Linked DNA regions of Hordeum vulgare: all the other regions are linked to region 1. The links are chromatin contacts, called in public Hi-C maps. All regions are on one chromosome and are shown on one strand. Each heading gives the region's core, a stretch centred on a gene start, on an enhancer-like site or on the middle of the called end of the contact. The rest is flanking DNA. Distances are from core to core; before and after follow the strand shown. Region 1 holds the start of LOC123397149. Region 2 holds the start of LOC123398175 (pathogenesis-related genes transcriptional activator PTI6-like). Region 3 holds the start of LOC123398435 (IAA-amino acid hydrolase ILR1-like 9).

What was found. A called contact is a pair of places that touch in the nucleus more often than the background predicts.
Region 2: a Hi-C map of leaf shows a contact between it and region 1, with 4 times the contacts expected there. The contact joins the promoter of LOC123398175 here to the promoter of LOC123397149 in region 1. A contact is called at or near these places in 4 of 6 Hi-C or Micro-C datasets (leaf and seedling) and 1 of 1 datasets of contacts at active chromatin or transcription factors (embryo).
Region 3: a contact with region 1 is called in a Hi-C map of seedling, with 2.6 times the contacts expected there. The contact joins the promoter of LOC123398435 here to the promoter of LOC123397149 in region 1. A contact is called at or near these places in 2 of 6 Hi-C or Micro-C datasets (leaf and seedling).

Annotation. Positions count from the first base shown.
Region 1 is chr5H:385,235,110-385,238,870 of MorexV3_pseudomolecules_assembly, reverse strand. It overlaps LOC123397149, which reads left to right and starts at 2,008. Exons shown (of 5, transcript XM_045091808.1): 1 at 2,008-2,388; 2 at 2,539-3,190; 3 at 3,322-3,521; 4 at 3,685-3,761. The coding sequence starts at 2,096.
Region 2 is chr5H:385,731,618-385,735,378 of MorexV3_pseudomolecules_assembly, reverse strand. LOC123398175 (pathogenesis-related genes transcriptional activator PTI6-like) reads left to right here and starts at 2,092. Exons shown (of 5, transcript XM_045092671.1): 1 at 2,092-2,251; 2 at 2,711-2,888; 3 at 3,518-3,621; 4 at 3,750-3,761.
Region 3 is chr5H:384,940,956-384,944,716 of MorexV3_pseudomolecules_assembly, reverse strand. It overlaps LOC123398435 (IAA-amino acid hydrolase ILR1-like 9), which reads left to right and starts at 1,668. Exons shown (of 5, transcript XM_045092905.1): 1 at 1,668-2,224; 2 at 3,468-3,593; 3 at 3,691-3,761. The coding sequence starts at 1,904.

The sequences.
Region 1 (3,761 bases), core at 759-3,258:
ACCGAAAATCTTTTCCGACAACATGCATTAAGTCCAATCATTGAGAATCATCCAGCGAGACGGACAATGCCATGGATATTTTTGACTTAGATGTTCGAATTCTAAAGAGAGACGTATGCACACTTTCAATAGATCGAGATGTCATGGATATGTGTAATCACAATGATGCGGAGATCGAAGGATTTTCCCCTCTTATCGTTTTGGGCTGGTAATGAAAGGAAAATCATCCCGCCTCAATAATTTGTTCACATTAGTTGCAATGCTTCTTTCACGTGGCATGCAAAATGCTCATATATAGCAACCAGAATGAGCACATAAATCATAAATGCTGTTCATGTATATCAAAAAATGATTCCTACACACATGTAATGTTTTTCGACCAATGTCCATGATGAACTTGATGTATTCATTAAAATCATGCTTCATGTAATTTCTGTTACTTTCGTGTTCTTTGTACTCTCATGATGTTTGATGAATAAACTAAAGGTTTTTTCCATAAAAAGAAGAATTAAACTTAACTCCAACAATTATGGTGGAATTACTAATTATTATTTTATTTTAACATAGTACAAACACAAACGCAGAAACTTGTACATACGTACATACACCAATCCCATGAACGTAGGCAGATCACATTCAAGATACCGTGTTTGTTCTGCATCATTTATTTCTTTCATGTCTTTCATTGGTTTTCTTTGTTTTCTCTTGGGGTTCACTGGTTTTCTATATACATTTTGGTATATTATATATATAGATACATCCTTTCCCTATGATCACATTCGATATACCGTGTTTGTTCTGCATCATTTGTTTCTTTCATGTCTTTTAATGGTTTTCTTTGTTTTCTCTCGGGGTTCACTGGTTTTCTATATACATTTTGGTATATATTTTATACCAAAATATTTTTTGAAGTTTGATATAAATTTTCATATACCAAATTAATATTTTAAATACATGGTCAATATCTATATATACACATTTAAAATTGTTTTCATATGCTTAATGAATTTTTTAAATACAGTTTTAACATTTTTAATACATGGTCAATATTTTTGTATACACATAAAAAAATACAAGGCCAAAATTTTAAATACATTATCAACTTTTTTCTGTATACTTTTAAAATTTTAGAAAATACTATATTATCACTTTTTAAGTACAAGATTAACTTTTTTTAATACATAATCACCATTTTTTATACACATTTAATATTTTTCATATGCTTTATCAACATTTGTTAAAGGCAATATTTAACATTTCTTTGAATGCATAGTGAATATTTTTCTATACACATTTAAAATTTTCAAATGCTTGTTTAATACATTTTAAGAATTCTTGATTGACATTTTTAAATACATGATCTACTTTTCCACGCACATTATATATTTTTGTATACGTAGTCATCATTTTTATATACACATTTAATTAAATGCGTGATTAACATTTTGCATAACATTATGTAAAGTGCATTCTTTGTAGTATATATGTGTACAATTTTTGGAAGTGTGAACAAAAGTAAATAAAAATGAAAATGGAGAAACCAAAAAATGAGGTTGTGGCCTTCATTGCAGTTGGGCCGGCCTCTCGCGTTGCCCTTATGCGAGGGTTCCTTATGTCTCACTATAAGCAAGACATAGGGGTGTGCGGACACTAATGTTAAATTTAGGATTTAAACTTTGCTCGACTGATGATACTACTATAAGCGAGACATAGGTGTGCGGACACCAACTATTATCTCAGAAAGTATATTCTTATGTAAAATAAATGTTTTTTCGTGTGCAAACTATAATAAATATATATTGATGATTTATGAAATAATAATTTTAGATAATGATGAAAGAAAAAAAAAGATCACAGTGAATAATAATAATAAAATAAAACACCGGTACCGCATGGGCTGGCCCAATTAGGTAGAGGTGGATGGGAACGCGGAAGTTGGCTATTCCCCGGAACTGGCGGAGAATAGGATTTTCGTTCCGCTGCTCGCTATTTCGTCCCCATTCCTTCTCCCCTCCTCGTTTTCTCTCTCTAGGGTTTTTGCGGCACCGAATCCCAGCTCCGGCGAGTGGCGGCGGGCGACTGCGAGAAGGGAAAAATGGGAGAGGTGATGGCGGTGATGGAGGTGCTGCAGTCGGTAAGCGATCTCCCCGTGCAGGACCCTCCCGGGGAGGAGTTCTCGGCCGCCGACCTCCGGTGGGTCAAGTACGCGAGCTCCGAGCACCACTGCGACGACGTCGCGCTCATCCCCTACGACCGGATGGAGGCCTTCATCAGCGGCGAGTGCAACAACCCCGAGTACCCCACCAGGTTCCACATCGAGCGCGGCCGCAAGCGCGAAAGGGGCTCCCTCAAGGAGTTCAGGAGCGACGAGTACCTCCTCTACAGAATGTACGCGCCTCCCTGCCGCCGCCTCCCCTGCTCGCCCCTGCTCTGCCCACCATGCAAATTATTCGGTCATTGCAAGTTCTTCTTTTTTTTCACAGCAAGGCTATTACATGGTTCTTAATAATTAGGGTGTCCTGTTCCAAATTGATTCAGGTATTGGTGTTCGTTTGGCCCTGAAAATTACGGGGAGGGAGGGACGATCTTGCCCAGCAGAAGGTACAGGCTTAACACAAGAAACCGTGCGGCTCGGCCGCAGTCGATGCGAGGCTGCACCTGCCATTTCGCAATCAAGCGGTTATATGCCCGCCCTTCGCTGGCTCTCATTATCTACCATGAGAGGCGCCATGTCAACAAGTCTGGTTTTGTATGCCATGGACCCCTGGACCGGGACGCCATTGGGCCTGGTGCCAGGAGGGTGCCGTATGTTGGGAGCGAGATTCAGCAGCAGACCATGTCGTTGATCTATCTTGGCGTCCCCGAGGAGAACATCCTGCAGACACATATAGAAGGGATACAACGCTACTGTGGCTCCGATGCAAAGGTCGATAGCCTCGCTTCGCAGTATGTCCACAAGCTTGGGATGATCATCAAGAGGTCCACGCATGAGCTGGATTTAGATGACCAAGCTAGCATCAGGATGTGGGTCGATAGGAACAAGAAGTCTGTGTTTTTCCACCAGGACTCGACCGAGACAGATGCCTTTGTACTAGGGATCCAGACAGAGTGGCAACTGCAGCAGATGATCCGCTTTGGTCACCAGAATATTTTGGCATCTCATTCCTCATTTGGTGTAAGCAAGCTGAAGGTATCTGACTACAACAAAAGCTGATAGTTGTGTAGTTATACTTATAAGCAACATATTATAGTATATGATGTCTAGTTATGTCTGCAGGGGCAGGTTTCATCATTTGTTTGACATTCTACTCTTTGCTGCAGTACCCCTTGCACACAATTCTTGTATTCGATTCAAGACAACAGGCTCTACCTGTTGCATGGGTTATAACCCGATCTGTTACCAAGCATGACACTTCGAGATGGATGAAAGCACTTACTAGTAGAATACATTCTGTTGATTCCAACTGGAGGATTGGTGGATTTATTATTGACGATCCAACCTCAGAGCTGGACCCAATCAGGTATAAGCGTATAGCATAGATGTTGACATATGATCTTAAACTGTGATATTATCCTGTGTAGATGGTATAGCATAGATTTTGACATATGATCTAACTATGAAATTATCCTGTGTAGATGGTATGTAATTCATTCCCATTGACGAAATGTGTCATTGTTTTTCAGGAATGTATTTTCCTGCCCGATTTTGTTTTCTTTATGGCACATAAGGAGAACTTGGCTTAAAAATATAATCAAGAAAT
Region 2 (3,761 bases), core at 843-3,342, 500 kb before region 1:
GAAGATCCAAATGATGTTGTCCATGACAATAATTCTTGGGTCAATAAGAGAGATGAATTTGCTAAAATGATGTGGGCGAATAGAGGCCAAGATAACATTTGATGTATCATGTGACTGGGTGTGGCAAAACAATTGTTGTAATGTTTTATGTGTTGAAATACACTATATATGTGCTGAAATATGCTTTTGAGTTGCTGGAATAAGGTATCTATGTGCTGAAATACATCTACTTTGACCGAGGACGACTCAATCTAGTGTAGCAACATGACTGATGCTATGCGTAAGATTGCAAGTGCCATCAACAACACCTGTCATGCTGAAACATATCCTGACTTGTATAAGGTTGTCATGGACCTTATTATGTTTGACTAAAATGAGCCTTGGTTGTTTTAGATTATCTCACGGAACATAAGGCAAAAGGCCTTAACTTTTTGAAGACGAATGATGATGTCCGTCAAGCATATTTCAAGTGTATCTTGGAAACCAATCCCGATCTTCTTTGAGGAATTGATGTAAGATGTTACTTGTTGGGACTATCTCTTTTGTAGTGTCTATTATAACTTGAATTTCGAATGAGGCTATGTAATATGAATCTACTAACACACTCCTACGAATTCTGGTTTTATGTCTTATTATATTGTCGAGACATGTCCCAAAGGTGATTTATTATTGCTCCATTATATATTAATTGTTATTTTTTCATAATTATATCATCGAAATAATTTATCATTGCTCGGATTGTGTTGGAACAGTGATGTCTTATTTACTCGCATTATCAGTGAAGTGTTGTTATTGTAATGCCATCAAAAAATACATTTGGCATCATACCTCATATACAAACTATCAAACACAGTCTCAGTCCAACAAGTATGTTCGGGTGCAGTCTATCAAACAAAATCTCACCTCAACATGTTCCAGCACATACATTACTATCAAACAACAGCAATGCATTTATTCAGTATGTTTACGCTTAACATGTCTTAGGTGGAAATAACCATAGTAGTTAGGGAATGCAACCAAATGCACCCTACATGGAGGATAATGTGCACGAGCACAACTGGAGAGATCGATTTGCTACAACTATTAATGACCAAAACAAAACCAAAAATCACCTACAAAATTGAGTGACACTGCACATAAAAATAGCAAAGGTGTTAAAAAGTCATTTGCACCGCAGTCACGACATATTTCAATTAGAGGAATATTCGTGTGAGTTACTTTTCTTTTGAAAAACTTATGGTCTACTCATTTTTAATCATGGTAGCACATCGAATGCTAAAATTTGATGTTTTGACCCTTTTGTAAAATTTTAGGCGAATCTAACCCCTGTTTGAAAAGATTTGGGGATCTTATCCTTTTCTTACCGCCAGGATCGATGGCAGTAGGCCATACTAGCCTACCACCAAGGCACCTGGCGGTACGGGTGTACGTCCTACCGCAAAAAAAATATAAGTATGAGATACAGTGCATGTGCGCACCTATCGCCGGACACCTTGATGATAGGATTGCACATGCTATCGTCAGCCTTTGTGGTGGTAGAGAATGAAGCAAGTTAAAAGTCATGAAGCCGTCATCGCCCCTTCCTCTTCGGAGTCAAATAAAACTTATTGTGGTAAACAATTGGGAAGTTCATAAACAAAAAACAATAATACCTGCATTAGGCGCTCGATCCAAGTGCTTATGTGCACACTATACAAAATGTTTTACACATAGCCATCCATATACACAAGGCTTTACACAAAGCCAACACGTAAAAAAAAACATCTTTAATCCCAATGGTTTATTTGTTCTGACAAGACTTCTCAACTCCCACTCAACCCAGCTGGCAATAAGAGTCCTTTTAACCGAATCATGATTTTCAAATCATCAAAAACCATAATAATCATAGCAACCACAAATAAATATCCCCTAAAAAACAAATCAAAGCTCTAGCCCGTGTGCACGAGTGGTGTGCCCGAGCCAATTTGACCATCCGCCGGGGGACCCCACCTATAATTACTGCCCCCCGCAGTACCTCGTCACACGTTTCGCCCCTCCGCTCCGCTCGTCTCCTCTCCCTTCTCCTCGCTAAACCCCCTCCCCTCCCCACCCCAGAAATCAAGAAACCAGAGAGACCTCCACTCCCCCGCGCCACTCCGATCCCCTCCGCCCCCGCCACGAGCTGCCACAAAGCCCCCGCCCGATCCGCCGTCTCATTCCCCTCACCGCTTCCCCCGGGGATCGCAGTGGCATCCGCGGCTCCAGCAACCAAGTAAGCGGCAGCCGAATCCAATGCTCTCTCTCGCAAGATCGGTCCGGCTGCTCGCCTCCGTCGACGGCATGGATCGGTCTCCCGTCCTCCCCGATTTCTTTCCGAAAGTCCGGTCCTTTTGCGGTGATTCGTTCCTGGTTTGGTAATTGCGGGGATTTCGGTCCGGGTTGTTGCCGAGTTTTTTTCCCCCTCTCTTCGAGGATTTCTCCTCCTTTTTGGTGCCGATCTGGTCGTGCTCTTTCCGTAAATTCATAGGCACAAAATATGGAAACTCTTTTTATCCGATGATTGAAACATGGAAAAAATATATTTGTCCTGGGTGTTTCGTCCTTGCTGCTCCAGTCCTCCTTCTCTCGCCGGTTGATTTGCCTGCCATATAATCTCTCGTGTTTGTTCTTGTTATTTTTTTTCTTCCTTTGTTAATACTTTCCGTTCGTGGTGTTGGTGCGATGATCACAGAGTTGGAGTAGAGACCGCCAGCCAGCACGAGCGATCGCTCTTGATTTATGTCGCCTGCTCTGCTGCTCCATGGTTCTGAGCTCCCATCACCATCACCTCCTTCTGCTTTTTGCTCCCTTCTCCCACAAGCTCGGCAGAGGGGCGCCAGAACTCAGGATTATCGCTTCAAGATCTCCCGGTAAGCACGTCCGCTCAGTGCACTAGTTTCTGGTCTGGTCGCAACAACTGACGACAACAATGTCGAATCACTACTACCTGTTTCCCCTGGTCTAGTTTCTTGTATATTATTACTTGAAAGAGTCAGTATTATCACATCTTGTTATTCTTCAGAAGATGAACTCACAATAGAAAGTTCAGAGATCGTCTTATTTTAATCTTCCCTTAATATTAGTACTTTATTCCCACAAGAATAAACTGCAATAGTTTGTTCATCTAGTACTATATGTAGTACCCGTCCTGTTCTTGGTTTGCTCTGGATTAGCCATGATGAGTGTACCACCAAATGATGTGTTTTTTCTTGGTAACAAATTTGATCGATAGTTTTTTTTCTTCCAATTTAAACAGTTGTCTTGTCCTCGTTCTCATCCGGTCATCTTAATTATTGCTCCTTTAGCAAGTTTGTTCGTACGTGTGCTCCAATCTTGGACTGATTTCAAAGCTGACCTGCACAATAAATGGTGGCATTGCTTTATTTAGTCAAAAGATATGTACATGCATTCAAACATACGTTTCTCACAGCCGAGCCAGTTACAGCCATGTAAATTTGTACTGTAGTGATGAGCTGTGCTTTCTTGCTTGTGCCTCCAGATTTGGATTTGGGGTGAAGTACTCTGGATTTCTGCATTTAGACCAGTGCCCCGTGCACTTGAAGTAATAACGATACAAGAATCCCCCAAATCACGATAAGCTTGGTAAGTATTTACTCTACGCAAGGAAATGTATTTCAGAGGGGAGAAAACAGTGAATATGTCTGATCTCTCCTTTTTACCACTTGCCTAAGAAAGATTGGGCCTCATCGACAGTTTTTGGATGCTTGCAGGTTTGGTTTGGG
Region 3 (3,761 bases), core at 419-2,918, 290 kb after region 1:
ATACCTGTAGAGCATCTTTATAGTCACCCAGTTACGTTGTGACGTTTTATACACACAAAGCATTCCTCTGGTGTCAGTGAGTTATATGATCTCATGGTCATAGGAACAAATACTTGACACGCAGAAAACAGTAGCAACGAAATGACACGATCAACATGCTACGTATATTAGTTTGGGTCTAGTCCATCACGTGATTCTTCTAATGACGTGATCTAGTTAGCAAGCAACAACACCTTGTATATAATCAGAAGACCCTGACTATCTTTGATCAACTGGCTAGCCAACTAGAGGCTTGCTAGGGATAGTGTTTTGTCTATGTATCCACACATGTATATAAGTCTTCATTCAATACAATTATAGCATGGATAATAAACGATTATCTTGATACAGGAATTATAATAATAACTATATTTATTATTGCCTCTAGGGCATAATTCCAACAGCTACCTGGTGCAGATTGTGAGCTTTCTCGAGTGGGCATATAGGCTGCTCTGAGTGGACTCTCCCGTGTTTTGACTATGTTGTAGACTACTTCGACGACGTGTCGTCGTGGTGCAGTTGATTCTCTTGGCAGAGTGGAAGCAGATCTCTTTGGTGGTTTCCTCCCTCACGTTAGGCCCTACTCATAACCGTTGCTTGCTGTGTGGGCTGCCTCTAGGTGTGAGGACATCGCCGATGTTTTGGCTCCCGTGTTGGAGATCATGCCCGAGCTACAAATGATGGGTTGAGAGCACACTTCTCCTCTATCGATGGTACACGTGGACTCACTTCTGACCTCGAATGTATTTTGTCGCCACCCACAACATCACCGTAGAAGACAGGTCAGGCGCTCGTTGACGTGGAGCATGGAGGTTTGGTCACTGTTGTTTTCCACTCGTGTGGGCCCTTCAACCAGGTGGTTCTTGTGGGTAACGAGCTTGTCCCATCTGGTGCGTTGGCACATGTTTTTGACGCTATCTTAGCTAGAAAGTTTCGAGAATTGATCGCGAGATTGAAGGTTGCTAATCCTGAATCTGGCAAGATGGTTGGTTGCCCATTGAAGGAGAAGGCAATCACGGATAAGAGCACCAGAATGTGCGCTAGAAATCGTTCCCGCACACCAAAGGATAAATCTTTTCGGAGCAAAAGAAAGAAGAGTGACAACATAGAGAAGACGCCTCCGACTGGTTGATGGACCATTCTCATCTTTTTAGGTTGTCGCGTCGGATATCTTTATGAACCGGCCTCTTTTGCGATGTTGTGTTTCATGGGCTGGAAGAGGGGTTGTGCTTGTAGTGGGTTGATGGCGTTTGTTTGTTTAGTGGGGTGGTTGTGAAGATTCAATACTTTGGGTGTAGTTAGTAGGTGGTCATGTCATAATGACTTTTATCCGGTTTTCGTCAATTAACTAGTCAATTCCCTCGTGCTTAATTAATTGGGAGGCAAATTTTATACTTTAATTAAAAAAATCATCCGCAAAGGAATTTTCACTGTACCTCTTTTTACTAGTAATAGTACTAGTAGGTGAGAGTAATAGTGCAAGACTGGAGTTTTTGTGTGCAGTAGTAGCCTATCTAAACGGTTGATTCCGTGGGTAATTCAGTCTTTCCCCTTCAACACTAAACGGTCCCGCCAGCTCCGCCCTCCGCTGTGGCTCGTGGACGAATCTGGTGTGGAAGGCATGCCTGATTTTTCGCGATTGATAGCGCTCGGTTGCCGATGGGATGCGGGAACCATCCCACTCCAGTTTGCTCAAACTGAAAAAAGAGAGGCAGTGTGATTTGCGTATCCATCTTTCCCGTTTTAGGAAACAGATCACACGCCAGAAACAAAACGTATTTCCAAGCCTCAACAACCAACTACCTAAGCTAGCGGCCGGGGAAAACAAAAGGATCGACTCCGCTCCAACGATTCTCCTCCAGCCATGGCTCCTTTCCTCCTCCTACTCCTCCTCTTCCACCTCGCCGTCGTCTCCCCGGCGGCAGCGCGCGCCGACGACCTCCTCGCGGCGGCCCGCGCGCCGGAGACCGCCGCGTGGCTGCGCGGCGTGCGGCGGCGCATCCACCAGCGCCCGGAGCTGGCCTTCCAGGAGCACCGCACCAGCGAGCTCGTCCGCCGCGAGCTCGACGCCATCGGCGTCCCATACGCGTGGCCCGTCGCGCGGACGGGCGTCGTGGCCACCATCGGCTCCGGCGCCGGCCCGGTCGTCGCGCTCCGGGCCGACATGGACGCCCTTCCCGTGCAGGTACGCTACGTACTTGCTTGCTCCTTCGCACACTTTTCACGTGCATCCGCTAGGCCTACTGGTACTGTATAGTGTGAAGACTCCGATATTACGCGGCCGAGTAGTACACGTTGCTCAACTTTGGGCAGTTTTTTTCTTTATTTTCCAATGGAATTTAAGATGTCGTGTTCTACTTGTATGCATCCACAAAAGAAGTTGATGTAGTTAGGCATCTGGCGGAATATGTGGCGACATGGATTGGAGTACAGCAGATGTAAGATTATATTAGCCGTACGTCCAGCTCAGTTCACTTCTTGAGGTTGTTGTGAAGATAAGGTCGATCGAGATCCTCACACGATCGGCACGAGATGTTAGTTGCACTTTTGGATATGCTACTAGTTTATTATTACGTGGTCTTACCGTCTGAATGAATTATTGTTGGACCTATGAAAAACAACTTCAACATATGTGGAGGTTAAAATATGATAATCATATGGAAGATGCGAGTGGCGTATGGGGAGGGGATATGCTTGACCGGATAATTAAGGCCGAGAGAAAAAGAGAGAGAAAACTACAGAACCATGCTCGACACCTGAACGCCGTCGGATCTGACATATATAGTTGAATTATTCTAACCATAGACGTGTACTGCCTATGAATGGTGCACGAACTGAAGTCCAGTGGCCACCTGACTTGTGATGTGCCCCACATCTCATCAACCCAAAGTCAGCTTCCATTATTCTATTCACACTGTATTTAAACAATTATAGTTGGAAAAACTAGTTCTTTCAATTACAATTATTTAGATACAGAAAAAATATTATTTATTATTTTATTGTTCAAATGATCCAGTAGTTAAGGAGAGCTTTTTTTTTGCGGAAAGTTAAGGAGAGCTCTAATTCTTCTCTGCAACCATTGTTAACCTGATGCTCTATAAAAGCAGTTTGCTCCTGGCACGGATCACAGCCACCAGTTCATTTTAAAACATGACCACTTTCGTGTAAGTAATTTTGTGTCCATGAGTTAACATAAACCTGTGTGAACTGAACAATATTCTTATTATAGTACTAGATCTGGTTCTGACCGCTCAAAAAATGCTAGCATTATCGTACTACTAGTGCTATTGTTCTGCACATATGACTGTCAGAGTGCTAGGCTGGTTTAGTCCCGTGGTTTGTAGTATTATGCTTTTCAGATAGTTTGCAGGTTCCATTTGCAAAGAGCCGATGCATTGACGGCCTGCTCATGACATGTTTCTTGGTAGGAATTGGTAGATTGGGAATACAAGAGCCTGGAAGACGGGAAAATGCATGCCTGTGGACATGATGCTCACACAGCAATGCTTCTAGGAGCTGCCAAGCTACTTCAGTCCCGCAAGGAGGACCTGAAGGTATTATGTAATCTACCTATTTTGTTGAGCTCGATCAATCATCTACACTCCCTATCCATAATAAAAGGTCTTATGTGGCTTTTGTTTCCATCACCAGGGCACCGTGAAGCTTGTTTTCCAGCCAGCAGAGGAAGGCAGCGGCGGCGCCTACTACATTCTAGAAGAAGG